Linked DNA regions of Canis lupus: region 2 is linked to region 1. Evidence: chromatin contacts called from public Hi-C data. All regions are on one chromosome and are shown on one strand. The core of a region is the stretch at or near the end of the contact, and the rest is flanking DNA. Distances in the headings are between cores, read along the strand shown. Region 1 holds the start of GADD45A (growth arrest and DNA damage-inducible protein GADD45 alpha). Region 2 has its middle 120 kb from the start of GADD45A.

Region 1 (4,652 bases), core at 621-3,120:
TCTTTGTCACTTGCTGTGATCACACTTTCTTCCAAAGAACCTGTAAGAAACACCTAGTGGATAGAACCTTGAAGTTCCATAGAACACATTCAACAGTTTCCGAACGATGACTCAGGCCCTATTTGTAACTCGGGTTTGGTTTGCAGAACTGAAAGTATTTCAGCACCCACCTAGATTTCAGGTTTAAGGAATTCTTTAACAAAGGCATTACAAGTTAGGATTTAGGACACAGGTATGAAATCCACATGCACCCCTGGGTAAATTAGCCCTTGGCCATGGCCATTCCTTCACTCAAACACGGCCCCTTGCTGACGGTGCAGTTAGGGATTAAGTGCAAAATGTCAGCTCAAATAAATGAGCCAGAAAACCAACATATCACTTTTCTTTTCCACTAAATTAAGATCAAGAGAGCTGGAGAATATTTTGTCTAGAATGATACAAACATGCAGGTGCAAAAACTCCTATGCACCTTTGCAAAAAATTACTTCTCTGACCTCTGGCTATCCAGAGACCTTAATAATGCAAAGCACTGTTTCGAATGAGAGCATATGGGAGGCATTTTCACCACTTTTGGTGACTTCAATAGGTTTAAGACTTGTTTCTGCATTTATCGCATACACTCATAAAACAAAGGCGAGAACTTTCAACCTATGAAGTCAAAGTCTATCCACTGAAGTCTGCTTTTCAGAAGTGTGTTAACTTCTGCTTGCTTTCCACCCACAGGTTGCCATTATCTCAAAGGTGAAATTTTAGCGTATGACTAAAAGGTCCTATAGCTGCAGCTTCATGATTCAGCATCTAACATCAATAACTCACAGTGAGATCACAGGCTCTCTGTGGAAGGTAGTGACATACTTGCCTTATGAAAGGAAGCTCAGGGCATATTGAGAGTATTTTGAATTTAGACTTGTGTGGGCGTCAGACGTGTGTGTCTCTTAGCTGGGGCAGGTGCAGAAGGGTCCTCCTTTGGGAAAAGCTCTCGGGAAAGGTGAATTTGGGTCGTAAGTCTAGCAATTGCACATGCGGCCCCCCTCCTGACCACGGTTTCCAGAGTCACCCTGGGCAGGTGGGAAGCCTCTCTGCTTTCCGTGGAAAAGATTCCAGCTTGGTTCCGTGCCATTACCAAACACAAATGTGTTGATTTTTCTTTTTTGAGCTTCCAACCCTTGCAACCTTCCAAAAATAAATCAAACCAGCCATCAGGGCACCGAAATAATACTACTACTAATAAGCAGCTTTGCCTAGACTTACATAAACAACACTTCTGAAGTCAACTTTGCCCCAGAGGTCTGAAACACTCTTTTTATGTAACCTGCTTACTAATAATTACTAGACTTGGGTGCATTAGCCCTGGAAATAGACTTTAATAGCAACTGCTAAAAACAAAAGACATGAAACGACAATAAAATAAAAATGTGCACCAACCAGAAAAACAGTTGGCAGCCTGCTCGGGGCTCAAGTGGAAGGCACCCCTCTGCCCCGCCGCTGCAGAGACCCCCCACCCTCCTCGGAGCCTCCCACCGGATCAGAGTCGGCTCCGGACCCGCCCCGCCCTCCCCCTCCCCGCCCCGCCCTCCCCCTCCCCGCCCCGCCCTCCCCCTCCCCGCCCCGCCCCCTAGGCCGCTCGCCCCGCCCCCTAGGCCGCCCGCCCCGCCCCCTAGGCCGCCCGCCTTCCGCGTGGCTCCGCCCCCTTCCGCTCCTCTCCCCGCGGGTCCTGGAGCCGGGGTCACATGGTCGGAGCAGGCTGATTTGCATAACCCAATGGCTGTGCGCATGCAAATGAGGCGGGTGGTGATTGGCTGCGGTCGGCCCCATAAGGGCGGCGAGGGGGCCTTTGTCCCAGTGGCTGCGGCGGCGGCGGCGGCGGCGGCGGCGGCGGGCGCAGGGGCGGGGCGGAGCGGGGCCGCGGACGGGCGGACGGACGGGCCGACGGACGCGGTGCAGACGCCAGGCGCCGCGCGCCCGCAGAGGCCCGAGCAGCCCGCACGCCGCGCCCTGGGGCGGACCCGCGGCTGCAATATGACTTTGGAGGAATTCTCGGCCGCGGAGCAGAAGAGCGAAAGGTAGGGCGGCGGCCTCCCGAGCGCCCCCCGCCCGCCCCGGGCACCGCCCCCGAGGCGCCGGCGGACTGACGGACGGACGGACGGACTGACGGACGGGCGGGCGGGCGGACGCGCCCCTCCCCGCGGGCCCTGGCGGCGGCCTCGGGGAGGGCGATGGGGTCGGAGGGCGGCTGGCGGGCCGGGCCTGGGCTGACGCGCCCCGCGCTGGCTCCCGGGCAGGATGGACAAGGTGGGGGACGCCCTGGAGGAGGTGCTCAGCAAAGCCCTGAGTCAGCGCACCATCACCGTCGGCGTGTACGAGGCGGCCAAGCTGCTCAACGTGTGAGTGGGGCCCCGCCCCCCAGGCGACCCCGCGGAGCCCCCCACATGCCCCCGGGGAGCCCCCCCACCTGCCCCCGGGGAGTGAGTCTTACACCTGCCCCCCGGAGACCCCCCCCAGGCGACCCCGCGGAGCCCCCCACATGCCCCCTGGAGAGCCCCTCCAGGCGACCCCGGGGAGCCCCCCACCTGCCCCCGGGGAGTGAGTCTTACACCTGCCCCGGAGACCCCCCCCCCCCAGGCGACCCCGCGGAGCCCCCCACATGCCCCCGGGGAGTGAGTCTTACACCTGCCCCGGAGACCCCCCCCGAGGCGACCCCGCGGAGCCCCCCCACCTGCCCCCTGGAGAGCCCCTCCAGGCGACCCCGGGGGAGCCCTTCACCTGCCCCCGGGGAGCCCCCCCCACCTGCCCGCGGGGAGTGAGTCCTCCACCTGCCCCCGCGGAGCCCCCCACCTGGCCCGGGGGCGGGGGGCGGCGGGCGGGCGCGACCCTGGGACCCCGGGGCCTGCGCGCTCAGCCGCCCCCGCCGCCCGCAGCGACCCGGACAACGTGGTGCTGTGCCTGCTGGCGGCCGACGAGGACGACGACAGGGACGTGGCGCTGCAGATCCACTTCACCCTGATCCAGGCCTTCTGCTGCGAGAACGACATCGACATCCTGCGCGTCAGCAACCCGGGCCGCCTGGCCGAGCTGCTGCTCCTCGAGCCCCACGCCGGCCCCGCGAGCGAGGGCGCCGAGCAGCCCCCGGACCTGCACTGCGTCCTGGTGACGGTGAGGGGGGGCATGGGGGTGCGCGGGGTTGCACGGGGTCGGGGGGGTGCACGGGGGAAGGGCCGGACCGTCCTGGTGACGGTGAGGCGGGGGGGGGGGGGCGCGGGGGTGCACGGGGCTGCGGGTGGTGCGCGGTGGTGCACGGGGAAGGGCCGGACCGTCCTGCTGACGGTGAGGCGGGGGGGGGCGCGGGGGTGCACGGGGCTGGGGGTGGTGCACGGGGAAAGGCCTGACCGTCCTGGTGACGGTGAGGCGGGGGGGGGGGGTGCGCGGGGTTGCACGGGGGAAGGGCCGGACCGTCCTGGTGACGGTGAGGCGGGGGGGGGGGGGAGCACGGGGGTGCACGGGGCTGGGGGTGGTGCACGGGGTCGGGGGGTGATGCATGGGGGGTGGTGCACAGGGGTGCGGAGGTGGTGCACGGGGGAAGGGCCGGACCGTCCTGGTGACGGCGGTGGGGGGGGGCGCAGGGGTGCACCGGGTCCTGGTGCCGGTGAGCCCCGGGGTCGGTGGCGGGGCCGAGCTCCCGACCGCAGCCGACAGGTGTGGCCCCATCCCGGCGGGCGGGCGGGCCGGGACGTGTCCGAGCACGCGGGAGCCGCGGGGGAAGGAGCCTCGTGAGTCAGCAGGGCGGCCCCTCCCCACCTCCGCGGCGCTGCCTCCCGTGACCGACTCCCTTAGCAGGCAGATTAGGTTCAGCCAAATAAATTCCTGGCTCCCCCTCATTAAGGAGTCGGCTTCGTCCTCCAGCGCTCCAAGCTAAAAATAGAAGTGGTGTAGGAGACCGACCTTATTAATTCCCTAGAAATACACGAAGAGGACGGAATGGGGATTGTTTTTTATTTGCAATCTTGGATTTTTTTTTAATGGACCCCCCCCCCCCCCATGACTACCTTTGGTGGGAAGATGACTTGTGTTTCCAGAGATAAATAGGACAGTTTTGTCTTTTACATTCTGCTACTTATGGGCTGGTCTAGGTAAGTGGCGGCTTAATCATTTTGCGTGTCCTGAAAACTACCACCCTGTCTTTGGGGAGGATGACAGGTGGCAGTTCCAGCGAACTGTTAGGGGCTCGCCTCTCCCTGGGCTCGGGGCATGGAGATCTTTGTCCGAGCTGTTTCTCGCTCAGGTGGCTTCCAGGGGACAAGCCTCTGAATGCTACTCTGCTACTTTCCTGCAAAAACGCAGTAAACATCCTGCAGTCCCATGTACGCGGTGCGGAGGGCTGCATGCATGCAGGCTTGCAGGGTGTGCTTTAGAGCATTACGTAGTGGTTTCCCCAGAAATCAGCTACCAAGAAAAAAGTTGATCTTTTTATGGTTGTAACTGGTCTCTTGTCACACAGCCAAAGTACAGAATGCTCAAGTTGTCTTTCCCTCGAAATGAGTGTAATTATTAGCAAATGTTGCCTTTTTTTTCTTTTTTAATAGTAAATGTATTTTTCTCAATTTGTTTCCAGAATCCCCATTCCTCACAGTGGAAGGATCCTGCCTTAAGTCAAC
Region 2 (5,167 bases), core at 1,331-3,830, 120 kb before region 1:
ATAAAATCTTAAAAAAATAAGTAAGTTCAGCACTCATAGTAGACATCTGCTGCCTTCATGGCCTCCTGATTACCTGTCTTTCTAGCAAAGGTGCACAGGGAGGGAGCTGGCCTCAGGTGTCAGAGAAGAGGTGTGCACCAACGGGAAGGGCCTGCCCTGGGGAGGCAGTGGCAGGGACCCTACATCTAGGGCTACCCAGCACAGTTCTAGTTTGCTTGTTATCATAGGGTAATTGTTAACTCTCACTTTTACTCTTTTATTCTCAAATGTGTCTTCATTTGGATAATATAGATCATGTGGTCGCCTTATGCAATGAGCATCAGCAGAAGTCTCAGGGTGAGGCTTTTTTTCCTTTTTCCTCTTTCTTTCTTTCTTTCTTTCTTTTTTTCTTTTTTCTTTTTTTTTTTGCTTGGTTCTGCCTAAAATGGTAGGGAATAAGGGGTAGAAAAGACACAGAGGTGACAGTCTCTAGCAGCAAACTTGACCTCCCCCAGCAATAATTCAGGCTCTAATTTATCGACTGTGGAACATAAGGCATTGAGTGGAATGGTGCCTTTTCTTCTCTGCCTAAAAATGATATCCACTTTCTAATCCCAGGAATTTGTGAGTGTGACCTTATTTGGAAAAAGGATCTTTATAGACGTAATTAGGTTAAGATCGTGGGATGAGATTACCCTAGATTATCCTGGCAGGCCCTAAATCCAATGACAAATATTATTGTAAGAGAAGCACATGGGGTGCCTGGGTGCTCAATCGGTTAAGTGTCTGCCTTCGGCTCAGGTCATGATCGTGGAGTCCGAGGAGGATCAAGCCCCACATCCAGCCCCACACTGGGCTTCCCTGTTCAGCAGAAAGTCTGCTTCTCCCTCTGACCCTCCCCCTTCTTGTGCTTCTCTCACTCTCCCTCTCTCAAATAAATGAATAAAGTCTTTTAAAAAAGAGAGAAGCAGAGGAGAGCCCCAGAGGGAGGAGGAGGCCATATGAAGGCGGAGGCAGAGACTAGAGGGATGGAACCCAGGAATGCCTGGAGCCACCAGGAGCTGGAAGAGGCAAGGAAGAGTTCTTCCCAAGAGCTTTTGGAAGCAACATGGCCCAGCCAACACCTTGATTTCGGATTTGTGTCCTTCATAACTGTGAGAGAATTAATTCCTACTGTCTTCAGCCGTCAGATCGTTTGGTACAGTGACCCTAGGGAACTAGTACACATAAGGGGGGTTGCCTAATCTCAGTTGCCTCATCTTAAAATGGGGTTAAGACTTGGGCCTACTTTATAGGGCTGCTTGGAGGAGGAAAAGGAATTATTCATGTGAATTGCATGGCACTGAGCAAGCCTTTAATAGATGGAAACTGTTAAATAGATGGAAACTGTTAAAATGGCTCATAAATGGCAGTGATGAAATGCTGCTTTCACCCAGCAGATGGCAGGAGATGGATTTGCAAACGAGAGGATTCCATAAAGCTTACAACCCAGCAATGCAGTCAGCGCCTGATCTAAAGTAGCCTAACTGGCTCACAAGCTGAAAGGGAATTAACCCTCCCTGCCTCAAAAGGAGCTTTCAGCTGTGCTGAAATTAAATAGATTGTTTGCTTTTGACATTGTACACAGCCAGACTGGCATGGGGGCAACAAAAAATATTTGGGTTGTAGCCCCCGCTCTGTGACCTCACCAGGACTCAGTTTCCCCATCTGTAAAATAATGATAAAATGAAATACAAAGGGTAACATAAATTGGAGGGTGTTGTGAGAACAAAATGACCTAATGTGTGAAAGTGCTGGGAAAGCAACATGCCATACAGCCCAGCAGGGGCCCAGCAGGGATTAATTCTGCAGGAATCGCGGGGTCATGGTCGATTTGTTCATTCGGTTATTCACTCGGCAAACATTTATTTGTGCCAGGCATTGTGTTAGGGCCTGGGAACACTGCTTCGAGAAGCTCACACTCTAGCTGGGGAGGCCAAACGCACGACAAAGGTGTGCACAGGGCATGATTTTTCTCTCAGATGCTAGGATAACATTTCCACTCTGCTTTAGCTTAAGAAACACATTTGAATGAACATTGATATTCTAGAACATTTCTATTTTCTTCTTAATTTCTTTAAAAATTTCTGCCCTTTAAAAAAACACTACCATTTATGCTTAAATGAAAGCAGAGAATTGTAGGACAGTCTGCGCAGAAAGCTGCATACATCTGTCTTAATAGCAGCTCTGAGAAGGGGAGCAGGAGGTATGTGGGAAAAGAGGGTTTCCCCTTTTATTTTCTATTCCTCTGTATCGTTTACATTTTTAAAAATCGAGCACACATTGTTTTGCCCATTTAAAAAAAAAGAACAGTAATAATATTTTTAGTAACTGTCCCCAGAAAACTCTTCTTTACTCACTTCACTAGTTCAAGCACTGTCATGTGCACTAATGATGGAGTGAATTGTCTTCCTCTTTAACAGAAAATTAAAAGGAAGAGAAAAAGCTCATGTTTGCTCTTTGCACACTGTGGGGCATCTAACCGGAAGTGACCCAGCTGTTTTAAAGCCCTTCTCCTCATCTAAGCGGTTTGCTAACATTAGCTCAGTGACCCACAGGGCCTCCTAGTGAGACGGGCTTGTAAGATGCCGGTGAGTCACACTCGGAAGTGCCAGGCGGTGGATGCCCTGTGTCAGCCAATCAAAACACCCCTAATGTGAGTCTACAGTTTTATAGTGTTCAAAAGGCTTTCTCCTGCATTATCTAGTATGACCCTTTCATGACCCTTGGGAGGTCGGGTCAGCACGGCTATTCCTGTGTTGTAGAAGGGGGATGACCGTTTTAGAAGTGCAATGACGAGCCCAAGGTGGGGAAGCTAGTCCACCGCCGACTTTAACACCACTTACACGTCAGTGACCGCTCAGGACAGAAAAGATGATCCAATCCCAACATCCGATTCTCATGTTATGTGCCTTGTGCATTGAGGGAGAGCAGGAGGGGGCATGGGAAGAGAAGATAGCTTCCTGTTTCATCTTACCCGCCCTCGCTCCCTCCCTCCCTGTGCTCTAGGAGGAACATAGGGTGGCAGGAAGAGGACCAGAGGACCCCACCAGAGGAGTAAGCAGATCACCGCAGTTCAGAGGCCAAGCTGCGCCCAGTTCTCAAGCTACAGAGTTGAAGCAGCGTGGTGGGTAGGAATGGAGGAATCGAGCTTCACTTGTGTGCAAATACTGAAGTGGGAAGCTTTTGGAATTATAAATTTGTCGAGTTACCTAAGTTCAATGCAGGCAAACTTGGTGATGTGCAGATAACGTTCACACCTTGGCCACACAGGGTACGCCAGCACTAGTAGAAGGACGTGTGTGCCATTCTGCCGGGGTTGCCGCTGGGTCATGGGAGTTCTCAATTTCACAAGGATTTCAGGGACTCCTCCTCCTCCTCCCCTCCACCCGCCAAGTACAACCACTGGATTCAGCGGATAAAGGCTAAAGGAGGTAGACGTAGCTTGGGAGGGGTCACCTAGCTCAGCGCGGAAGGTAGAGAGAATGAGGGAGCTCTCAGAGGAGGTGATAAATACATTGTGTCTTGCATCCCACAGTGATGGCGATGATGTCCATTGAGGCGTGTCTCTCTCCGCAAGGCCTGCTGTCCCTTGCATACATTTGTGCAAGCCAGACATGTGGTCTCGGAGGAAAGCAGGAGCTGTGGAGTCACCTGCCCTCTGCCCAGGCGAGGCGAGGTGCCCCAGTGGGCCTCCACCTTAGACGGTTAACTCACATCACCCTGCTTGTGCCATCTCTTCCACTCACTCACCAATTCCTCAGGGGCAGCGCCTGAACGTATTCTTCATTAAAACTCTAGCTCCTTGACCAGTGTCTAGCGTACAGAAACTTATTGGTGAGATTGTTTTTCTTTTAAAAATATTTCTAACATGAAAAATTTCAAATATATACATGTACCCATTATCCTGCTTCAACAACTGTCAATTCATGGCCAATAATCTGTCCTTTATACTCTCAATTTCCCTACTTTCTCAGACTGTTATTTAAAAGTAAATCTTAGATATAAATACATAGATGTGGGTATTTTGGTACGTATAAGACATTGTAAGGAAAGAAAAAGAAAAATTTAACTGCTAGGTCTCTCTCACTGTCTTAGAAATGCCTAGTGGGTGGGGGTGGGCAGAGTGGGGAGGAGGAGCTTTTTGTGGAAATCTAAGGCTTTTGTGCAACAATTTCCAATAATGAAAAACAACTGGAAAGGGAAAGAGGAAGGAATAGTGCATACTATGTGCCAAGCATTGTGCATTATTATTAGATTTCATCATTCTTAGAGATACAGGTGTTATTTTCCCATTTTAAGAATAAGATTCAGAGAGAGAGAGAGAGAGAGAGAGAGAGAGCGCTGAATCTAAGGCAAAGCTGGGATTGGAACCCAGCTCTGTGTGGCTCCAGGGGCTGACGCAGTGCAGACCCAACAAACCTAACCCTGTTCTGAGGCTACTAATGAGAATTTCTTGTCTTCTTCTCCCCGTTCTGAGGTTACTAATGAGAATTTCTTGTCTTCTTCTCCCCCTCATAGGAAGTCCAGCTTACTTCACAGGGTCCTGGGGACAAACCCTATTGGCAATTTCAACCATACGAGGAAGAAGGGCTTACGTGCCCAGGATGAAAAAGGGGGGCAGGGATTATGTTCCTTATCAAAACCAAGGCCATTTCCTCCTTGGAAGGTGCTAGTCTCAGGAAGTGACGGCCAGGAGTCCTGAAGTACTTGTAAATAAATTTGTACAGGGTTAAACACTGGACTACACATACAGAGTTGAGATAAGCCATTTGTGGGGAAAAAAAATCCAGGAGATTGTATTTAAATGTGTTCTTGAATAGATGAGGCTGGGTTTGGATTTGGTTGTGATTGTGAGGGAGTCAACAGAGTCCCAGTTACTTAGGGCCACACGGTAGGAGATGGGGACTGGCTAGACTGGAAGCTTAATGGCAAGTCTCAAGGGCAAATGCTGGCAACATCCATTCATTCAACATCCAAGCAAGAAGCAAAGCTGGCAAGCAGACCCAAGCAATGACGTTGACCGGGCACAATGAACCCTATAAATGGGTGAGAGAGCCACAGGCAGTTGGTCTAAGAGATAAGTTTAATGCCCAACCATCACCCTGGCTCCCATTCCCTGCTCATGATCTTCTGGATAACTTGGCAT

The links. Hi-C and Micro-C count contacts between places; a contact is called where the count stands out from the background.
Region 2: a Hi-C map of blood shows a contact between it and region 1, with 4 times the contacts expected there. The contact joins the enhancer-like site here to the promoter of GADD45A in region 1. A contact is called at or near these places in 2 of 9 Hi-C or Micro-C datasets (both in blood).

What each region holds. Positions count from the first base shown.
Region 1 is chr6:77,929,205-77,933,856 of UU_Cfam_GSD_1.0, reverse strand. GADD45A (growth arrest and DNA damage-inducible protein GADD45 alpha) reads left to right here and starts at 1,870. Exons shown (of 4, transcript XM_038538927.1): 1 at 1,870-2,063; 2 at 2,283-2,384; 3 at 2,919-3,153; 4 at 4,610-4,652. The coding sequence starts at 2,020.
Region 2 is chr6:78,051,739-78,056,905 of UU_Cfam_GSD_1.0, reverse strand. No RefSeq gene overlaps it. Among named protein-coding and RNA genes, the nearest start is that of GADD45A, 120 kb to the right of the region's middle. Within about 2 kb of position 2,580, at least 5 of the 20 cell types and tissues checked have an H3K27ac peak or open chromatin away from gene starts, as enhancers often do. A contact at or near this core is called in blood, where this site is marked.